Linked DNA regions of Hordeum vulgare: all the other regions are linked to region 1. A link is a contact called in public Hi-C data. All regions are on one chromosome and are shown on one strand. The core of a region is the stretch at or near the end of the contact, and the rest is flanking DNA. Distances in the headings are between cores, read along the strand shown. Region 1 holds the start of LOC123427131 (O-fucosyltransferase 38). Region 2 holds the start of LOC123427135 (peroxidase 46-like). Region 3 holds the start of LOC123427133 (S-adenosylmethionine decarboxylase proenzyme).

Region 1 (2,770 bases), core at 159-2,658:
TCGGCTCGGCGTCTACTATCCATTGTAAAATTACCTTCGAATGCTAAGAAGCCAATTTAGATGCTGATAGACTAGCTAAGTTCTCGTACCCTCTGGATCAAGGGCGTCATGTTTGGTTGCTCCACCCTCATGATCCATTTTGTATCCCACTAAATGTGGACTTTGATCAATAAAGCTAGCTTTTCCCCTAAAAAATATATGGAAAAACATAGTCCATAAGCTAGTAATTTTCTTGGAAAGAGCAAGTGCATCTTCATAAGTCTGTCTTTCCTTGCATATTCTTCTTCCATATACCATACGAATCTTTAGCTATATCCAGACTGTGCTCATATGTGAATATATCCCGCTCAACGGGGACCTCAGCTTCCAAATTGCCCAGTGTACTACAAAATTACTTCAATCTTGACAAACTGCCTAAAATAATGACATGACAAAAAGAACCCAAGATGATACAAAGGACGATCCCCTTGATGACTCGAAACAAGGAAAGTTTCGCCAACCTTATTGCAACAAAATTGATCCATGCCACGTTTATTTATCAAAATCTCAACCCAACCTATTCCAGCAAAAGTTAGTTTTCAAAAAAAAAAAAAAAATTCCAGCAAAAGTTCATTCGTGCTTGCTTTCCCACCCTCAAACTAGAAACGTGGCTCACGTCCGCCTCTCCTCCCAATACATCGGCGCAAACCGAAGAAACAAGCAGTAAAATCCCCAAATTCCACCTCCACTGAACCCTCCACCCCGTGACAGTTTTAGAATATGCTATACAATGTACTACAATATTAGCGCAATTAAAAAATGCTTTGTACCATTAAAATAAAATGTATATTAAGTTTAAAAATGCTCACGTGTTTCAAAAACATGTTTGTGCATTTAAAAAAGTTTATATACTGTAAAGTAATGTGCGCCTAGTTTAAAAATTTGTTACATATAGTTGAAAAATATATCTCAATGCGTTGTTGGCAAATGATTAACATGTATTCCAAAACATATTCAAAAACATGTATCTAAAAATGTTAATCATGTATCTATAAAAAAGTTAAACATGTACAAAGAATGATTTATATGTGTACCAGAAATTTACAATGTCTATGAGAAAAAAAGGAATCAAAATATATTTTTTTACAAATGTTAATCGTGTATTTAAAAAATGCAAATTGGTATAAAAAATGTTACTGATATATACGGAAAATGTACAATGTGTATGAAAAAAGTAGACATGTGTTGAAAGAAAAATAAAAAAACCCCAAATAAAACCTGTGAAGAAACAAAGAAAATCAAAGAAACTCGAAGGAAAAAAGGAAAAAAATATAGCTACAGTACTGGGCCGATCCACAGAGCTACGGCTCGCTCACAATAAGCCATGTGCGTGTGTGGCAGTGGGCTCTCTGTCCCTCTCTGGCTCTCTCCCCAAAGCCCCGGCCATGGCGAGCCGCCGCGGAGCGCCTCCGCTGCCCCTCCGGCTCCGGCGGCTCCTCCGGTCGCCGATCTCTCGCTGCGCGTGCTTCATAGTCGCATTGACGGTGCTCCTTGTCGTCCTCTCTCTTCGCCAGATCGCCCGCGTCGACCTGCCCCGCCCGGACCTGCCCCACCAGGCCAGTTTCCTGATGCCCCCCCCCCCTTCACTTTTGTGTCTGTTTGTACTGTTTCCCCCGCTAGCTTGTGCGTTAGGCTTCGGTTTTCGATGCGATGCAGGTCTTGTTTGCACAAATTTCGCTAGGTATGTGTCGCTGGTAATTTCATCTCATTTCTTGTGATGCGTGATGCCTTTTGTGCAAAGTAGACCAGGATGAAGTGTTCAATTATTCTCCCTGTTGTTGAAACTAAAGGTTGGTCAAAACCAACTGTTGTAGTTAAGAGAAAGCAGTGCAGTTGCCAGAGAAACTATCTTGACATCCCGGGAGTGTTGAGCCAGTGAAGCTTGAGAATGGTGGATGATTTAATTGTCATACAGTTTGATGCCTGCCTATTTTCTTAATTAAAAGCTCAAATACCTGGTGGGAAGTGTATTTCTGATGACTTTGAATGCGTTGTTAAGAAATACAGTGCTGTCGTAATGCTCAGTATCCCCGTATAATTTCTATTTCTTGGATGCTTCTTGTATAACAACTTACCATACATACGCATTTGATAATGAGAAGACCTAGCTCTTAGAATTCCAAAATTACTTTGTGTGCTGGCCAGCTATTTTCTTTAAATGAAACTAATATTGACTCAGTGTGTAGTCATGGTACGTTGTTGGTTGCTGAACTGGAGTTGTAACTGATGTCCAGGTGCCGAATGAGCAGCTGTGGGGTTCTAATGGCTACGGTTATCATGCTTGTGTCACACCAACCCACAGATATATTGGTAATTTTTTTTCTTATGCAGCATTTTTTTCTTTTCAAAAATATGTGGTGATTCCTACTCTGTTTACTAAGTTGGGTTGCGCTAATTATTCGTAAATTCGCAAATGTTTGTTGCTGGTGATACGAAGCTGGAATTTGGTGGAAACTAGTATCGTCAACCAGGGTTGGTGGGGTTTTTCTGTCTACTAATGAAAGTATTACTTGACTATTTAGTGTCCAGTAGGTTTAAATGTGTTTTATTCATAGAGGATGTCTTCTCAACAATGCTGCAGTTTTATGAACCTCTTTTTTTTTTGAGTAAATAGTGTCTAATTGGAGCAACCTAATGTATATGACTACAATGGTGACATGGCTTAATTAGGATTCTGTACCAGGAGTCAATTTTAGAGTAAACAAAGATATAGCGCTTTGTTCAGGGATCA
Region 2 (2,770 bases), core at 176-2,675, 160 kb before region 1:
AAGAGAGTGAGTGGAGGGTGGCCCCATAATAAATAGGCAAGTAGAAACGCCATAGCTGTTGGCGTTGCCGTTCTTGACAGAAACGCCACACTAGCATGGGGTTGTAGGGAAATGAAAATGCCAGAACAGATTGGCGTTTTGGTGATGGTAAGAAACGTCACATTTGAGTGGCGTTTGATAATAGAACTGCAACGCCACGGCTTATAACGTCTCAAAAAGATTAAACTGTAAAATCTTTTCAAACCGGATTTATTTTATGCACAATTTTAAATAATAGGTTAGAAAAGTGAAAAAATCCGTCGCACTCCCTCTGGGAACAGGTGAGGATTCACCGCTCGTCTTGTCCGCTAGCTTTTGCCGGCCACGCGTCTTTGCCCGGATCAGAACGCCTGCAGGCTTGCACGCAGGCAGCATGGCATGGCATGGCATAACACAATGCACAACAGCTCAGCGCTACACGTTCTTCCATCGAATCGTTCGTGCGTGTGTCGTCTCGGTCGCCGTCGCGCGCCAGTCCAACATACTATACCAGGCCACAGCTTTCTTTCAGAGGCATGTGAACGCGACCGGTTTTTCCAGGCCGCCAAAAATCCACAGGCCCGGGCCGGGCAAAGAAAACCTGTCCCCGCGGCGCTAGCGGTTGGCCGGCCGGCGGAGTAGCAGTAATAATAATAATAATAAGACGCTGACACACGAGGCCATCCAACAACGCGCGTTCCGTGCTGGTGCTGCGCAGCGAGTTTGAAAGCCCGGAATCGGAGAGCCCAAAAAGTCTCTGCCCCGGGGGCCCAGGGCCTGCATGCACTTGCAGCATTCGCAGATGGCATTTGACACTTGCCGCCGACCTCCTCCTCCTCCCCCAACCAACACCGGCACGCAACTAAATGCCGGCATCAATGGCAGAAGCCAGAGCTCCCCAGTTACTACGGCACACCAATCACCCGCCAAGCTCACCCCCCACCCCCTGGGCAGAACAGGCCACGCATTGCATGCGGTAAAAAGGTGATAGAAACGACGCCGAGAGAGAGAGAGAGGATAGAGAGCGAGAGAGCGTGGCAACTGGCGGCAACGGCAGAGCCGAGCCGAGCAGCGCGGCGTACGTGGCGTGAGAGCATTCATTCCGGCACCGGCTCGCGGCGGGCGGGGGGCGGGAGAACATCCGTCCATCCAGCGGCTTAATTAAATGACACCGTCACGAAACGACACGATACATCAACAAAAAATTACAATTCAATGAAACGAGATGATGGCTTTGTAGCAGTAGTAATAGTGGTACGGCGGGACGGGATTAAGCGGGCACCGGAGGGGAGCATGGTCGTATGTATGCGCCATGGCCATGCGGCGTGTCGCAAGCTGGCGTACACGAACACAGTGTAGCGTTGCGTTGGCCTGGCAAAAGGCTTTAATAGATGGAGAGAGCAAACGGGGCTACGCGTCGGGTAGTACGCAGCCGCTGCACTACCGCCCCTTTGCTCGGCGCCAAGAACAGTGGCGACGCGCTGCTCGCTTTGGTAGATTCTCCCTCCCGGCCAGCCAGCGCCATTGTTTCCTTGCGGCTAGCGCGCGCTCTCTCTCTCTTTCTCTCGCTCTCGCCAGCTAGCTGGTTCCCACCGCCGCGCTCGCTCGCCGGGTGATAGGCTCGTGAGGAAAGCGAGCTGGCTCACGGGTTCCATTCCGTGATGGATCGGTGCCGGAGGCGGCAATGGGGCGTCGCTTGCTCCGCGCTGCTCCTGTCGGCGCTGCTCGCGGCCGCCTCCGCGCAGTCGCCGTCACCGGCGCGGGCGCCCAACCCGGCACCGTCTCTTCCCGCGGCGCCGCGGCCGGCTCCTAGGCCGTCGTCCCCGGCCGTGCCGGCTCCCAAGCCATCGTCTCCCCCTGCCGCGTCGCCGGCGCCGAAGCAGACACCCGGCCCTTCGGCTTCGCCGGTGCCGAAGCCGCCGGCCCCACGCGCGCCGGCGCAGGCGCCAAACCCATCGTCTCCAGCCGCACCCGCGGCGTCACCGGTTCCAAGGCCGCCCACTCCACGTGCGCCGGCGCAGGCCCCACCACCACCAGCGTCACCTCCACCCCCGGCGCCAACGGCACCAAAGCCTTCACCTCCATCCCCGGCCCCAGCGGGACCAAAGCCTTCACCTGTGGCCCCGGCGCCGGCTCAGAAGCCGTCTCCTCCCACGACGACTACACCACCACCACCACCACAAAAACCGTCTGCACCTCCGACTCCACCACCGGCTCCGACGCAGCCTCCGGCGAACCCTTCCCCGTCAACGCCCTCATTGGCTCTGTCGCCCAGCTTCTACGCCGCCTCCTGCCCGAGCGTGGAGCTGGCGGTGAGCGATGTCGTCAGGTCGGCCTCCACCTTGGACTCCAGCATCCCCGGCAAGCTTCTCAGGATGGTCTTCCATGACTGCTTCGTAGAGGTATGGATTGGCAATAATACTGTAATATATTTTTTACTCGTCTTGCATTTGGGCGATGTGTTTTACTAGCACTGCAGCCATGCATTGGAGTTCAGTACATGCAAACAAATGCATTGCTCGTATTCTTGTTTTGATGTAATTTCACATGTCCATGTTCTAGATCTAGGCCTCAATCAATCGAGTTGGTCTTCCAGAAAATCATCATGTGTGTGATGTCATTGGGGCATTGCCTCGTCAGTTCTTACTATCTCGAGCAATTGTGATATTTGGCATGACAATGATCTTTCACCCTTTTAGTAAGAGAATTTGCTTCCCCCCTTCCCATAGTGGCCAAAGTGAATGGTTATCTC
Region 3 (2,770 bases), core at 182-2,681, 130 kb before region 1:
AAACGACAAACGGAAGTCAGAACGAATTCCACAGACGGAACAGCGACAGCAAAAATCATCTTATCACTCGCACAGCACCGCGCCCTCCTCCAGAGAATCCTCCTCCGCCCGCCATGCGAGCAGGTTGGCAAGCTTGCCTTCCTTGACCAGAGGGTGGCCGCTCTCCACATTCTCGCCCTCGAAGCAGTGGAAGACGGACCTGGGCGACCCGGCGGAGACAGCAACCTCTTCATTCGCGGTAAAGCTCTGGTAGATGAGGACGCCCCCGCAGGGGAGCTCCTGCTCCACGATGTTGTTGCAGTCGTATGCCTCGGCGTCGAGCTTCTTGCCCCAGGTGGCGGCGTGGCCGCGGCCACCGAAGATGGTGACCGCCACAGAGAACTCTGAAGGGCCGAAGCACCGGAGAACCCTCTTGACGATGTCGCCGTAGACCAGGGCGGAGGCGTCCATGCCCTGGACCTCATAGCTCGCGTAGCTGAAGCCGTCCTCGGGGGTCACATGGATGGTGGAGAAGGCAGATCCGTTGATGGCGTTCATGGAGTAGCCGCAGGGCTCGAAGTCGAAGTCGCACACCTCCATCTCAGGGATGATGTTGGAGATACCAGAGAGCTTGGTCATCTCCTTGGCACAGGAGACGTGGCCATCAGCAGAAGTCTTGAAGAAGACAGAGGCCTTCTTCTTGTCAAGCCCAGTCATGCACATCTCCAGGGTGACCATGGGCTGCTCGGGTTGCTCAGTGGCATAGTAGATGTGCCACTTCTGGCCAGGCTTCGCTGGGTCGCCAATCACATAGGCATTGCCACCAGACTTCAGGTGGCCGAAGTAGCGGTTCAGGACATCAACCTCCTCAGAGAAGCTCCTGTGGGGAGCAGGCTGTGCGCCGGGGAAGATGAACATCCCACGGGAGTACTTCACGGCAGCAAGCGGCATGCACAGCTCCTCAGCTAGCTCAAGAATCCTTGGAATGGTGAGCAGAAGCATGGTAGTCCCACAGGTCTTGATCACAATCTTCTGAGAGTAGATAAACAGGCTCGACTCAGATAGCACATACGAGTCAAAGTCCTTGTTGGAGAGCTCGGACACAATGGTGCACCGTGCAAGATCAAGAACAGAGTCAATCTGGGCCCTAGAGAGGGCGCGCAGGCCACGACCATGAGGGTCAGCAAAGATTGATGCCTCGTTGAAGGTGATCTCGAGGCGCTTCTCGTAGCCCTCAAACCCGATCGCAGAGGTCGGGGCGGCCATTGTTGCAGTTTGAGTCAGAAAGCAGAGCAGAGAGGAACAGAGGGAGAGAGACTAGAGAACTGGTCGATTATCGTGAAGCAGCAAGCCAGAGAGATTGGTGGGAGAAAAGAGTCAGAATAAAATTGCATAAAAATCCTAAACTACGGGAAGGGGAAAGCCAAAAACGATATCAGGATGGCTTCTTCGCGCACTGCAGTATAAGAGAAGAAAATCGCATGGTTAGCAACAAATCTGGAGATAAATTGTTTGAACAGAAGTAACTAGACTTTGTGTTTCGTTCTCACGTTTGAATATGCAGCAGAAAACTTCTTTGCGCCTCCAGCTGGTCGAACGTCTTCAATGCTGTAGCCGAGGGGAGCTTCGTACATCAGGGAACTACTACTGCTAGACTTTTTGCCACCCTTTGACTCCATTAGAACATTCACTAACTGCAGAACGAGAGAAAAGAGGAGTTAGACAGAAGTTTCTAGCAAACTTTCATGGTTACATAACAGAAAAAGCGTTTCTATGCAAATATTTTCTTGTCGATATCAATTACTCCATGGTTAATAGTCACAGCCGGAACTGAATACTGGTAGAACATAACAGGCCAGGAATCATATTGAAAAATACAACCACGAACCTGTGTGCCAAGCAAAACTTAAGTGACTCTACGGGGGCAGATACGAGATTAAAATTATTTCTACACAATCTAATCCAACTGCAATTATCCATGATGCCAAGTTACGGTAAATTAAGCGTTCTACGCTGAACTTTAACTCCCCAAACATTCTAACGCCGAATCATAGCCTTTCCAGTAAAACAATAGTAACTACTAGGAGCAACCAATCTACAAAGGCATAGCTAAGATAATACATCCCAGATCCAGATGCAAACTACGACTACTACCAGAGATCAATTCTCCTAGAAACTAGCGGGCATGATCTGGTCAAAAGAGCACAACCACAGCGCACAAGAACCAAGACCTAGAAACCAGAAATCTACAGGCTAGCGCGGCACAATCAAGAGACGGAAAACATTCCGGGTTCGCCGAAGAAACTTACGGGTTCCTGGGAAAAATTGGTATGGTAACCCCTTCCCGAGCGCGCCCACTTGTTCCGGTTCCGATCTCAAGAATTCCCCCCTCTCCCGACACAGATCTCGAGCCCTCCCGACGAGTCCTTCTCTCTCTTTTCTTCTTCTTTTCTTATCTGGCTGCGGTGGCGGCGGCGAGGCGGTGGGGGGGTGGGAGGAAATTCTTGTGCGACGAGTTAGCGTGCGGCTGAGGGAGGAACCCTCGTCCCGGCCCGCTATTTATAGCCCCGCTTAGCGGAGGCGGGCTCCCGTGGCCGCCACGGAAGGACCCGGCCCGCGCGGAGGCCCGTGCGCCGGGGTGGACGCGCCGCGGGGCCCGCGACGGGGTGGGATTCGCGGCTGTGAGCGTACGTCCACGGTGCGCCGGGCGTAGGGGGGGGAGGGGGTCTTTGTTTCACGTGCTTCTGTGTGGTTCCGACGGTTTCTGCAGCGCGTTGGGATTGACAGCTGG

Evidence for each region. A called contact is a pair of places that touch in the nucleus more often than the background predicts.
Region 2: a Hi-C map of leaf shows a contact between it and region 1, with 2.7 times the contacts expected there. The contact joins the promoter of LOC123427135 here to the promoter of LOC123427131 in region 1. A contact is called at or near these places in 2 of 6 Hi-C or Micro-C datasets (leaf and seedling).
Region 3: a Hi-C map of seedling shows a contact between it and region 1, with 3 times the contacts expected there. The contact joins the promoter of LOC123427133 here to the promoter of LOC123427131 in region 1. A contact is called at or near these places in 4 of 6 Hi-C or Micro-C datasets (leaf and seedling) and 1 of 1 datasets of contacts at active chromatin or transcription factors (embryo).

What each region holds. Positions count from the first base shown.
Region 1 is chr2H:545,052,776-545,055,545 of MorexV3_pseudomolecules_assembly, reverse strand. LOC123427131 (O-fucosyltransferase 38) reads left to right here and starts at 1,408. Exons shown (of 12, transcript XM_045111093.1): 1 at 1,408-1,595; 2 at 2,274-2,349. The coding sequence starts at 1,425.
Region 2 is chr2H:545,212,026-545,214,795 of MorexV3_pseudomolecules_assembly, reverse strand. It overlaps LOC123427135 (peroxidase 46-like), which reads left to right and starts at 1,425. Exons shown (of 4, transcript XM_045111099.1): 1 at 1,425-2,420. The coding sequence starts at 1,680.
Region 3 is chr2H:545,182,971-545,185,740 of MorexV3_pseudomolecules_assembly, reverse strand. LOC123427133 (S-adenosylmethionine decarboxylase proenzyme) reads right to left here and starts at 1,431. Exons shown (of 1, transcript XM_045111097.1): 1 at 1-1,431. The coding sequence starts at 1,245. The coding sequence ends at 64.